3 separate regions of the Sus scrofa genome follow, and all the other regions are linked to region 3. The links are chromatin contacts, called in public Hi-C and HiChIP or PLAC-seq maps. All regions are on one chromosome and are shown on one strand. Each heading gives the region's core, a stretch centred on a gene start, on an enhancer-like site or on the middle of the called end of the contact. The rest is flanking DNA. Distances are from core to core; before and after follow the strand shown. Region 1 holds the start of OAT (ornithine aminotransferase). Region 2 holds the start of LOC110256807. Region 3 holds the start of ABRAXAS2 (BRISC complex subunit Abro1).

What was found. Hi-C and Micro-C count contacts between places; a contact is called where the count stands out from the background. HiChIP or PLAC-seq counts read pairs in DNA pulled down with a chosen protein or histone mark.
Region 1: a contact with region 3 is called in an H3K27ac HiChIP or PLAC-seq map of alveolar macrophages. The contact joins the promoter of OAT here to the promoter of ABRAXAS2 in region 3. A contact is called at or near these places in 1 of 5 promoter capture datasets (liver) and 1 of 2 datasets of contacts at active chromatin or transcription factors (alveolar macrophages).
Region 2: a Hi-C map of liver shows a contact between it and region 3, with 3 times the contacts expected there. The contact joins the promoter of LOC110256807 here to the promoter of ABRAXAS2 in region 3. A contact is called at or near these places in 3 of 47 Hi-C or Micro-C datasets (heart right ventricle, liver and subcutaneous adipose tissue) and 1 of 2 datasets of contacts at active chromatin or transcription factors (alveolar macrophages).

Annotation. Positions count from the first base shown.
Region 1 is chr14:133,822,809-133,826,516 of Sscrofa11.1, forward strand. OAT (ornithine aminotransferase) reads right to left here and starts at 1,971. Exons shown (of 10, transcript NM_001185141.1): 1 at 1,952-1,971; 2 at 157-384. The coding sequence starts at 355.
Region 2 is chr14:134,486,670-134,490,469 of Sscrofa11.1, forward strand. LOC110256807 reads left to right here and starts at 2,029. Exons shown (of 1, transcript XM_021073633.1): 1 at 2,029-3,800. The coding sequence starts at 2,057. The coding sequence ends at 3,142. It overlaps CTBP2 (C-terminal-binding protein 2), which reads right to left and starts at 2,136. Exons shown (of 11, transcript XM_021073631.1): 1 at 2,007-2,136.
Region 3 is chr14:134,153,084-134,157,161 of Sscrofa11.1, forward strand. It overlaps ABRAXAS2 (BRISC complex subunit Abro1), which reads left to right and starts at 2,598. Exons shown (of 11, transcript XM_021073619.1): 1 at 2,598-2,772; 2 at 3,674-4,078. EEF1AKMT2 (protein-lysine N-methyltransferase METTL10) reads right to left here and starts at 1,583. Exons shown (of 7, transcript XM_013983843.2): 1 at 1,423-1,583. The coding sequence starts at 1,529.

The sequences.
Region 1 (3,708 bases), core at 721-3,220, 330 kb before region 3:
CAACACAGCAAGTTCTAGACAGTCACGGAATGTTGAGTTGATCCTCTCTGCAAGCGAGAAATTACACACATCTGGAAAAACAGCTAGGGAGAAAAGGCAAAAGCAATGTTTACAAAACCTTAAAGCAAACCAAAAAGGGGGTGGGCTGGAACGTACCTTTCCCTCTCTCCAGGGCCACAGGTAAAGGATGGTAGTTGTGGGCCCCATATTTAGCTTCCCGCTCAAAAATGTAATCAGAGGATGGAGGCCCTTGGATGGTTCTTTTCGTTGCAACAGACGTCGCAGAAGCCACTGTAGAATGAACGCCACGACGAAGGAGAGTGACGGTCTGCAGATGGGCTAGTTTGGAAAACATGGTGTCCTTCAAGGAGGAAGACCAGCAACCTGTCCAAAAAGTGAAGGCGTAGAGAGTTAAGACCTTCCGGAGCAGAGGCAGGTCAACTCCCTTGCTGAGCCTTTACCAAAGGGTCAGGAAAAGAAGAGAGAACTAAGAGCCGACTTGAGCCTTGCCTCTGGGAAGCCTGAAGGTGCCCCGGGGAGGACAAGCAGGGACACATTTACAGTAAAACCCAGCAAGCACTGGCGTGGTGTGCAAAAAGTGCTGCAGGCTGGAAACTGCAAGGAGACCAATGAAAGGTGGAAAGGCTTTTTCTTTCCACCAACTCCTTCGCATACCATCCGAAGGTTGTATAATAAAGACACACACACAGCTACACACACAGGTACACCTTCTCCCTGGGGCATTCAGCCAAGGCTGAACAGCGGAGTGACTCAAGAGTTGGCACCTAATCTTGGAGACTGAGGAACCACTCAGAAAATATTTATTTACGTGGGGGTGTGAGACTTTCAAAGATAAGAGCCCAGAGCCAGAGACCAAATCAGAGGCGCAGGCTGCCTGGGAGCCGTTGGGGGGGGGGGGGGGGCGCAGAGGGGCTGAGGACTGCTGTGCATATCAGCTCTGTCCTAGTGAAATTAAGAAAGGATTTGGCTCTACATAGGTAACAGGGATGAACCAAAGCGAAAAGAGATGAGGAAAGGAAAAGTGATTTCTTGGGGGAAGGGAAGGGCTGCTTAGAAAGGCAAAACCTGTTTTTTAGCCACAATTATCTAAAACTTCTATAGGTCCAAATCATCATACACAAAGGTGAAAGGTAAGAAGATGGGGAAAAAATGTTTTGTAATGTATAGCAAACAACCTTTGAGGAGCTTTTTAAGTGGAAGAGACCAGACACAAAATAAAACAGTATGTATGAGATGCAATGATGCAACTCTGAAAAGAAAACTGTCTACCCTGCTAAGACGGTGGTTCCTATAAAATTAACCCCCAAAAAACTGCACCACAAAAGCAACTGTTTAAAGGAGAAAAAGGCAACCAGGAACTAGAGAGTATCAAGTTATGACAAGCCAAGAAGTTTAGTAATAAATCTTAAATATCACTGAGCAAACTGGCATTCATTCGCTCACAATCTATTTATATATTTCAGAGTCAATTTCTCTCCTCTCACCAGCACCAGCCGGAAGACCAGCCCCCATCACAGTTCTTCACAAGGCTTTGTAACCAACTGTATCACTGAGAGTCCTGATAAGCCATGAAGTACATTCTGAGCTAAGGAAGAAGCCAAAAGTAACAAGAAAACGGGAAAATACACAGCAACCATGTGAGGGCAGGGGGTGGGGGGATATTTTTTAAAGATAAATTCAAGATTAGTGGAAAGTTGCCAAACATGAAACGTACTTAATATGTCTATAGCTATTTTTTTTTAAAGAGTAGTTAATTCATGTTTCAACAGAGCTCTGTCAATAAGTCAAGCCAGCACGCAGTCTGAACTGCCAGATTAGCAAAACCTATTACTTGGAACTTGGCTCGCTTCCCAATCAACTTGGCACTACCCAGTAAATCCAATATGTTCAGGCATTCGCTAAACAAAATCCAGCACTTGCCAAGACTCACCCAACTATCCTTTCTTCCCACAGTACAGATTAATTACAGATTTTTTCACTGGAGATCCAGCGACGTCTTCAGAGCGTTCAGTAACTCCTGAAATAAATTGCAGACGTATGTGCCTAAGTGCATTTTTCGAAGATCCCTAATTTCCACTAGATTTTATTTCAAAGAAGTGTATTAACCACAACAAAAAAAATTACATACGAATCATTACACTGGAGATAGCCGCTAGCAAAAATGCAAAAACTTCTGGTTATACTTGACAGAACTCACCCAAAATATTAAGTCTCAAACATTGATTTTAGGACTTCTCTTGTGGCGCAGCGTTATCACTGCTGTGGCACAGATTCAATCACTGGCCAGGGAACTTCCATGTGTTGTGGGCCCAGCCAAAAAAAAAAAAAAAAAGCAAACAAACAAATAAATAAATAAAACATTGATTGGTTTTTAACTTTATTTCTTGACTAGAGACGCAGTAAGCATTAATGCTCTGTTTGACCAACTTAAAAAAAAAAAAATTTACTTTTCGCCTTGATCAAATTAGCAGTAAAACACAGTGTCACTTAGATACCGTTTTTTTTTTGTTTGTTTGTTTGTTTTTGTTTTGTTTTGTCTTCTTGCCATTTCTTGGGCCGCTCCCGTGGCATATGGAGGTTCCCAGGCTAGGGGTGCAATCAGAGCTGTAGCCACCGGCCTATGCCACAGCCACAGCAATGCGGGATCCAAGCCACACCTGCGACCTACACCACAGCTCACGGCAAGGCCGGATCCTTAACCCAATGAGCAAGGGCAGGGATCGAACCCGCAACCTCATGGTTCCTAGTCAGATTTGTTAACCACTACACCACGACGGGACCTCCTAGATACTATTTAAACTGAAACACGGGGGAAAAACTGTAATTGCAATGTATACATGTAAGGATAACCTGACCCCCTTGCTGTACAGTGGGAAAATAAAAAAATTAATTAAAAAAAATAAATAAACTGAAATACTTTCTGAAAAAAATCTCTAACCACAATAAATAAAAGCCTTAAAAGTGTTTGTGCTCTTAGACAACTAATTTCACCTTTTTTTGGAGGAAACAGAAAAATTTTAATTGCCAGGCTACTTAGTGCTGTGCTCTCTGACTTCACTCTTAAGATTCTTTTTTTTTTTTTTTTTGGCCGCACCTGAGGCATAGGCAAGTTTCCAGGCAAGGGATAGAATCCCAGCTGCAGTTTCGACCTACACCGCAACTACAACACCGGATCCTTAACCTGCTGCGCCACAGTAGGAACTCCCGGTTTCAAGACTCTATTCGAAAGAAATAGGACGGTGGACATTCGTGAATAAAGCATGTTCAACAATGTGAGAATGGTTCAGCATAATCACATAATACATTCTCATTTAAAATAATTACAGTTCTTAATGACAAGAAGAGATTTTGTTCGTTTTTTGGGGTTTTTTTTCTTGTCTTTTCTAGGGCCGCATCTGCGACATATGGAGGTTCCCAGGCTAGGGGTCTCATTGGAGCTGTAGCTGCCGGCCTATACCAGAGCCAGAGCAATGCGGGATCCAAGCCGCGTCTGCGACCTACACCACAGCTCACGGCAACGCCGGATCTTAAACCCACGGATTGTGGCCAGGGATCGAACCCACAACCTCATGGTTCCTAGTCGGATTCATTAACCATGATGGGAACTCCCATAAAGATGAACGCTAAACATTTTTTCAACTGGGAAGTCAAACAGTTTAATGCATCAAATGCACTAGGATCCTGTAA
Region 2 (3,800 bases), core at 779-3,278, 330 kb after region 3:
ATCGGCGGCGGCGGCAAGCGAGCCACCGGAGGGAGTGTGTGCGCGTGTGTGTGTCTCGCTGCGGCCAGCGGTGACCGCGCCGAGCTCCCGGGCCCGCGGCCTCCCAGCACCAGGGAGCTGCGTGGGCTGCGCACGACCGGCCACGCCGCGGGCCTCCCGCTGGTGAAAGATCTCTGCGCGCCTCGGCTCCCGGGCGCCTCTGCCCAACTTGCCCCGGGGCGTTGGGAAGAGCGCGAGGGAGAGAAAGAAAGGCGCTTCCCTCTGGTCGCTCGGGTCCGTCCGGCGCCGCGGAGGACAAGGAGGAAGAGGCGACCGCGGCCGCCCGGCTGTCGCTGCGCCGCGCCGAGTTACCGCGGCCCGGGGCGCGCCCCCGCCAGCCCCTCCTGCGAAACTTTTTCTTTTTGGATCGCCCCACCCGAAAAGTGCGGCCAGGGCGGGGGAGGCCGGCGGGCCGGGTTCGCGGCGGCGGCGGCGGCGGCGGCGGCGGCGGCGGCGGCAGCGGCGGCGGGCGAGGAGGAAGTGGTGCTGGCGGGAGCGCGGCCGGGCAGAGGAAATGCCCAGCCAGCCCGGCCCCCGCCCGCGCCCGCGCCCGCCGCCCGGCTCGCCCCGGGCCCCCGCCCCGCTGCGACTTTGGCGGGCCGAGCCCGGCGCGGCAGTGGTGGTGGCGGCGGCAGATGTGGCCCGGCTGCCCGGAGAAGCCAACAATGCGGGGCCGGCAAAACAAAAGGGTTCCACTTCGCCTCCTTTCCCGTCTTTCACTTGCGCTCCCGGGGCGCCGCGCGGGATCCCCTGCCGGCAGGGGCCGCTCCCCTGGGGGCCCCGAGCCGAGCGCGCCCCGGTTTCCCAGTGGACCCTCAGCTCCCCTCCCCCGCCCCCGCCCCGCAGGCGAAAGGCCCGGCGCGCTCGGACTCCCGGTCCCGAGGGATCCGGGTGTATTGTCCCCGCGGCGTGCCGCGCGCTCGGCCTGGGTCGCTGGCAGCCCCCGCGCGCGCACCCACCGGCCTCGGGGAATGGGAGCCGGGGGCACCTAGGAAACCGTCGCCGAGACGCCGCCGCCGCCGCTGCCCTCCGGACGCCGCCGCACTCGGGGTTTCTTTTTTTTTTTTTTTTTTTTTTTTTTTCCCAATCCTGATGGGAAGGAAGGTGACCGCCTACTTCGCATTCATCAACTCTCATCACAACAACAAAAATCCTGGCGCAAACGGCGGCCAGCGGGCGCGATCCGCGGTGGCGGGGGGGGGGGGCGCGGGCAAGGACCCCCAGGCCGGCGCCCACCCCCAAGCGCCGAGCAGGGACACCGGGCCGGGGGCGCAGACCAAAGATGTCCTCGGATGCCGGCTCCGTGTCCTTCGCCCTCCTCCTCCTCCCCCAGTGGCGCAGTGAGGCGCGGGCGCGGCGCCCCCAGCCCGTGGCCGCAGGTGAGGCGGGGGCGGGGGCGGCGGCGGCCCCAGCCCTCCCCCGGGGCCCCCCTTACCTCGTCCTGGGCCGCCGGCGTCCAAGGCGAAGGGCGCCCACCCGGGAGGCGGCGGCGGCGGCGGCGGCGGCGGCGGCAGCGGCGGCGGCTCCCGCCCCTCCCACCCCACCCGGCGGCGGTGGCGGTGGCGGCGGCTGTGCGGCCCCCCCCTCAGCGCGGCATGGCTCCCGGCTCCGTCCCTCGCTCCTTGGGCCGCCGCCGGCTCTTCTGGGCCGCTCCCGGGCCACCTTAAAATGACACACGCACACAGGGACACACACACAAAAACTTAATCTCTCCAGCTCCCCGCCCCTCCCCCTACTGCCCTTCCCTCTCCTCCCCCTTCTCTCCCCTCCCCACCCTATCCCTCCCCTTCCCTTCCTCCTCCTCCCCTCACCGCCGAGCCTCTTCCTACTTCCCCACCCACCCCACCCCCTTCCTCCGCCCACCCGGCTCCCGATCCTCCCCAGCTCCGTCCCGGCCCCACGCCCGCCGGCCGGGAGGGGGCTGCGCTGGGGGTCCCCGGCCCGCCCTCGCCCCGCGCTTCGCTCACCCCCAAGAGGATGCTAATTCCAACTTGGATCGGGGGAGGGAGCGTCCTGGATGCCGAGCGCCTCCCGGCTATTTGCTCTTCTTTATTTGTTTTCTCCTCCGGGGAAGGAGGAGGAAAACGGAGAGAAAAGGAAAGGGAAAGAAGCGACGCCGACTGCGTCTCCCGGTGGCCGCTGGCTGCGCAGGAGCGAGGCGGGAGGCGAGGTGAGGGTCGCCGCCCGCTCACTCCTCGCTCCTTTTTTTTTTTTTTTTTTTTTTTTTTTTTCTCCTTTTTTCTTTTTTTTTTTTGGGCAAAGGCGGGGTCTCTCTTTGCAAACCAATGACACAACCCCACATGGGCCGGCCTCGCCCCCTACGGATACTCTTCACTACAAATCGGCTCTCTCGGGGATTAGTGGCTCCGCGAAAGTGCACACAGGCGCGGCGGGCGGGCGAGGGGGCCGGGCGCGGCGGGCACTCCCCGGCCAGGCCCCGCCCGGGAGGCCCTCGCGTAACGCTGGGGCCCTGGCGGCAGGGGTGGGGGTCCAGCGGCGGCGGCGGCCAGGAGTCCGGCCCTGCCTTCGCCCTCCTTCCTCCTCCGCCCCTTCCACGTGGGGCCCCGGGCGGCCGGCCACGTGGGGGGACGCGAGCCCGGGCGGACCGCGGCGCGGCGCCCCGAGGCGGCCCTGGCTCCTTCGGGCCCCCGCCGGGCCCACGGCGCCGACGACCTGCCCCCTTCCCGGCCCCACGGCTCCAACTTCCTCCCGGGCCCCCGCGCCGGCTGCCTGTGCCTTCTCAAGGCCCGCGGGGTCAGGCGCAGGCCGGCCACAGGGGGCACTTGCGCTCCCCAAATCCGGATCCGGGAGACGGTGCCCGCGCCTGGCCCGAGGGGCGGCGATAGCTGTGGGTGCGCGCAGAGGGAGCCCTGTGTGCTGGAACTTGCAGCGGTTGCGTTCCCTACAAGAAGCAAAAACATTTTTTACACATCAAAAAAAAAAAATGTTCCTTCCTGTTGCTTGGATCTCGCCGGGGCTATTTTTAAAGCCTCGCCTTGGGTGGGAGCTCCGGGCCTCGCGGGACGGAGGCGCTCTGCGGCCGCAGCGGCTCCAGAGAATCAAGGACCTGGGCTCGCGCGCCGCCCCAACGCGCCGAGGTTAGTGTCTGAACACCAGGATCCAGGCCGAGCGCCGGCCGCACCTAGACGAAATTGCACGCCCGTGACCCGCGGTGTGGGAGCCCAGTTTGCGGAAAGGAGTCAGCGGCTGCGGGCTGGGAGGGCTCTTTTGCCTGCGCCCCAGAGCCCCCCAAACTCATCTCACGTCTCTGAGATCGGCCGCGCGTCCTGCAAGAGCCCCTCTTGGGCTGAATGGAGCCCTTAGTCTCGATCTGTTTAAAAACCATATTGAGATGTTAGGAACTGGATTGAGACGTTGAGCAGCAAAGGCGTGGGAAGGGGTGTGTGAGGTCTGGCCTCTGCAGGCCGCAGGGACTGCCATGCCCGGATCTGAGTGGCGGAGTTGAGCCTCCCACGTACCCGGAGTGCACCACACCCTACCAACCGGAGGAAACTTGGGCTGGGGCCTGGGGCCAGAGAAAGGGCCACCGAACCGCTGGACCCTCTTCTGCATCCCGAAGAGCTCTGCTCTAGGCCTCTCGGTCTATTGACATTTTTAAAACTCCAGCGCCCGCCCGCAGCGGGGGGTGAGTTCTCGCTACTCGTTTGCTAAAGCTGCGCCCAGGTTGGCCTGTGCGACAGGCAATGTGGGGGCCTTGACTCCGGATGACCGTTTTATCATCAAACAATAGGTTTTCAAAC
Region 3 (4,078 bases), core at 1,348-3,847:
GAGACCTACGCCTTCACAGGGTCCTTAACCCACTGAGCAAGGTCAGGACTCGAACCCCCATCTTCATGGACACTATGTCAAGTTCCTAACCCACTAAGCCACAACGAGAATTGCTAAATACGTATTTCTAATACATTACTGGGACAGTTATGACAGAAATTTAAAACATGATTACTGTTGATAAGTACACAGTATTCAATCTCTTAACATCCTTGCGTTAAAAGAATGAAAGATAGAATGTGTTTATACATGTAAAACACTTATAACAATGCCTAACATTTAAAATGGTATGTTGTTGGAGTTCCCGTCGTGGCGCAGTGGTTAACGAATCCGACTAGGAACCATGAGGTTGTGGGTTCGGTCCCTGGCCTCACTCAGTGGGTTAAGGATCCAGCGCGGCCGTGAGCTGTGGTGTAGGCCACAGACTCGGCTCGCATCCCTCACTGCTGTGGCTGGGTGTAGGCCAGTGGCTACAGCTCCGATTCGACCCTTAGCCTGGGAACCACCATATGCCGAGGATGCAGCCCTAAGAAGACAACAACAACAAAAAATAAAATGGTATATTGTTTAAGCTTAAAAAACACAAAGAAGTATCTGTCCAAGGATTCCTCAGTCCCAAACACAAGTCCAAAAACTGACTGCAGAGGCATAGTGTCACTACAGCATAGTTCAGTCTAAAACGTGCAAATTCAAAAATTTTCTACCAATTAGGTGGTTACAAAGAAATTCACCAAAGATAAACTTAAAACTTAACCTTCAACCTGAGCTGAAGACGTACTCTTACTCCTTTGAAATAAGACTTTACTTTTTTCCCTCCAACGGGCTTCTCGTCCTACTTCATCTCTCTAGAACCCCCCCCAAGTTACCTCTCACCATTGCCTTTTCCCACCGTCATGCATTCACCCGTCTACTAACCCATTAAATACTTACTGAGCGTCCGTCTTGGGTCAGGTCACTTTCTCCCAGCCCGAGATATGCCCACTGTCCTCTCTCCTTCCTCAGGCCATCCCCCCACTCCCCACTCTTCCAGCCTCCGTGTCCCTGCCCTCGTCCCCTTAACCTTTTCAGCCCCCTTGGCTGCGCAGTTCTCCCCCGGTCTCCAACCACCGCCCACCAGCCCGAATCGCCAGGCCGGCTCCCTCTCCCTTTCCCCAGGCTGGGCCCGAAGACCCAAGACCCCTAAAAAGCCTCCCCAGGAGCTCAGAGTCCATACGGCAGCCCACGAAGCCCGCAGACGTCAGCTCCCGAGGTGCTTCCTGACCCACCCAGCGCGGCCCCTCGGGAGCCCAGCCCTGCCATCCCGGGCCCTCGCCCAGGGCGGCCCTTTGGGCTCCTCTCGCCACGCCCCCCGGGCTCGCCCCGTCCTCCGCGGCCCCATCCAGACAGCGCCGCTCACCCTCCCCGGCCCTGCGCCACACTCACTGCTCTCGGGTCCCCAGCGCCGACGGGGCAAAGCCATCCCCTCCGGGACTGCCCCCCGGGGACCGCGCTGATGCCCCATCGCCGCCGCCGTCCGCGCCCTCGCTCATTGCGCTCGGCGCCCCGGACGGCCGTTGGGACCGCCATAGAGACGAGGCGCGGGCAGAGCGGACGGGCGGGCTGGCGCCTCTAGGAGGCGGGAGGCCGCGCTCTCTACTGCTCCCGGCCCCCGCGGGGGTCGGCCGTCCTTCCGCGCCTTTCCCAGCGCCGCCGGGGTCTAGAGCGCCCGGTCCCAAGCCCAGGCGTGGGCGGGGCGGGGCCTCGCCTTGGTCCCCACTCTCACTCCAGCCGGCGTCAGGTGCACCCCGTTCCTTGAGGTGCCCGCCTAAACGCTACCGTATTTGGGGCGCCCCCGGGGGGGGGTGTTGTTTGTAAGGGGCCACTCCAAGCATTGCGTTTTGGAGAAAAGCTGGCGGTGGGGGAGCCATACCGAATATAATCCGACACTGCTCCCCCCAAAGGTGCAGATCACCTCCTCTCTCCACGTCGTGGGCAAATCTGAAGAGTGGGTGGGACAGTCCGTCGCATTATTTGGCTTTCCGGTCAAAGGCTAATTCCATTTGCGGCTGGCATCCTGCCTCGAAAACAGCACTCTGGCCTCTTCTGACTTGACGTCACTCGTGGACAAGGGAATTTATGCCTGGTGAAATGAATGCTCTAGACACCCGCCCCACTCCCGCCTCGCATAAGTAGGCCAGTCATGGGTTTCAGAGTGCTTAGTGAAGAAAGAACTCGGAGAGTCAAGATGCCTGTCTCAGCTCTGCCCCTAACCAGGCATCCAGCCCTATCCAAGAGGCTTAGGCCTCACTTCTGTGTGCCTCGATTTCTTCACCTGCACCTTGCTGCCCCTGCACTGGTGACTGCTTCCCACCAGTGAACCTGAGAGGTATCTGCTTTTTGGTGGGACTGATACTGGAAGTTCGGTAGCATAATCCCAGGGGTCTTAGGGGCCAAAGGTCTGAGGGGAACTTCTGTAGCAGCAAAGACATACTGGTAGTCCAAAGTCCTAGGCAAGACTCTCAAAGGGCCCTAACTAGGCTGCCTTCCAACCAAAACCATGTTTCCTAGGCCACGTTTCTGTTGACATAGCAGAGAGAAGCCCAGTAACAAGTCCCTGGAGGTAAGCGGCATCAACAGTTGCCTTTCCAGCTCATGGAATCCCGATTCGGACTGCATGTGCATCTCCTCTGATGCAAGACGTTCCAAGATCTTCAGGCAACCGCTGATGATAGAATATGGTAAAAGACAGATGGGAGCCTATGTGTGTAGTGATTAAAGAACTCGAGAAAGTGCGTAAGTAACCTTATTACAGAGAAATAAAACCACCCGATGCCACAGTCAATTAGTGCTGCCCTGAGTGAATGGTTGTTGTGATCTTTCCTAGACGCGCTGCTAGAGAGAATAGGCTGGAATGTGACTGAGTGCGTCTTACAAAAGTGTTAGGTTCTAATGAAGAAGCACCCATGAAAGATAAGGCTGTCTTCAATCTGATGTCTTGCCAACACTTAAGATGTTTTTGCTGTGTGTGATAAACGCTATAAACAGTTGTTGGTATGGAGCCCTGGAAAAAAACCACAGTTTATACAGAATTCCTTCTCTGGCTCCAGGATTCCTCTGGCTGTTTAGTCCTGAAGGTTGTGTGGGGCACCATCTCTGATCTCCCAGGGCAACAGATTCTTGGTTGGGGTGGAGAAACTCTATCCCAGCAGAGCTGCCCATCACCAGGGAGAAGCTGGAATGTGCCAAGGAACACGGTCCCTCCCACTCGGTGCCCATTACATGAGTCAAGGGGGAAGCACTGAGAGTACACTGGGTTGCCTGTCTCCCTCTCACTCCACCAATCCCTGCAGCCCGGAACCCTGCGCACCTACAACTTCTCTGAAACTGTGCTTTTGGGAGTTCTCAGCCGCTTCCCAATTGGCAAAATGACAGTCAAGTTCCAGGCAATCCCAGTTAGGGTCATAATGGAAGCATCCTCTGAAAAGGTAGCATGGAGTGAAAACCTAAAAGAGTTTGTCACAGGTTGTGTTCCTGGGGAGCAGAGTGTAAGACCAAGCAGGAGGAAGTTTATTAGGGTGTGCTCTCAAGATCCCCACCTACTGGGGAAGGGAGAGAAGCAGGGTTAGACAGAGGAAGTACTTAGACTGGGGTATGGTTACAACAGAGCCTCAGCTAACACCCTCTCCCCTGACAGAGCCCTGGGAAGCCAGAGTGATCCTTTGGAATTTTGAAGTTTGATTGAAGGAGCTGGGTCTTTATTCGTCGGCATTGACCAGGCATTGAATGCCTGTTTGCTCAGAACAGGAGAATTGATCTTGGGTGATGAGACTCTTCCTCTAAAGGTAATTCCAAACGCCCCAACAGCTGGGATAATAACTCAATCAGTCCCGTACGGGGCTGTCTGGGTCCCACGTCACCAAATCTAGAGCAGAGATCATGGCACAAACATTGCAGCTTTCTGGGAGAAGAGCATTCCAGGCAAAGACAACAGTGAGTGCAAAGCCCCTGAGGTAGAATGAGACAGGAATATCTGGGAAGCAGAAAGAACACAAGTGTAGCTGGAACAGGGTGAACAAGGGGACAGAAGCAGGACGTGAAA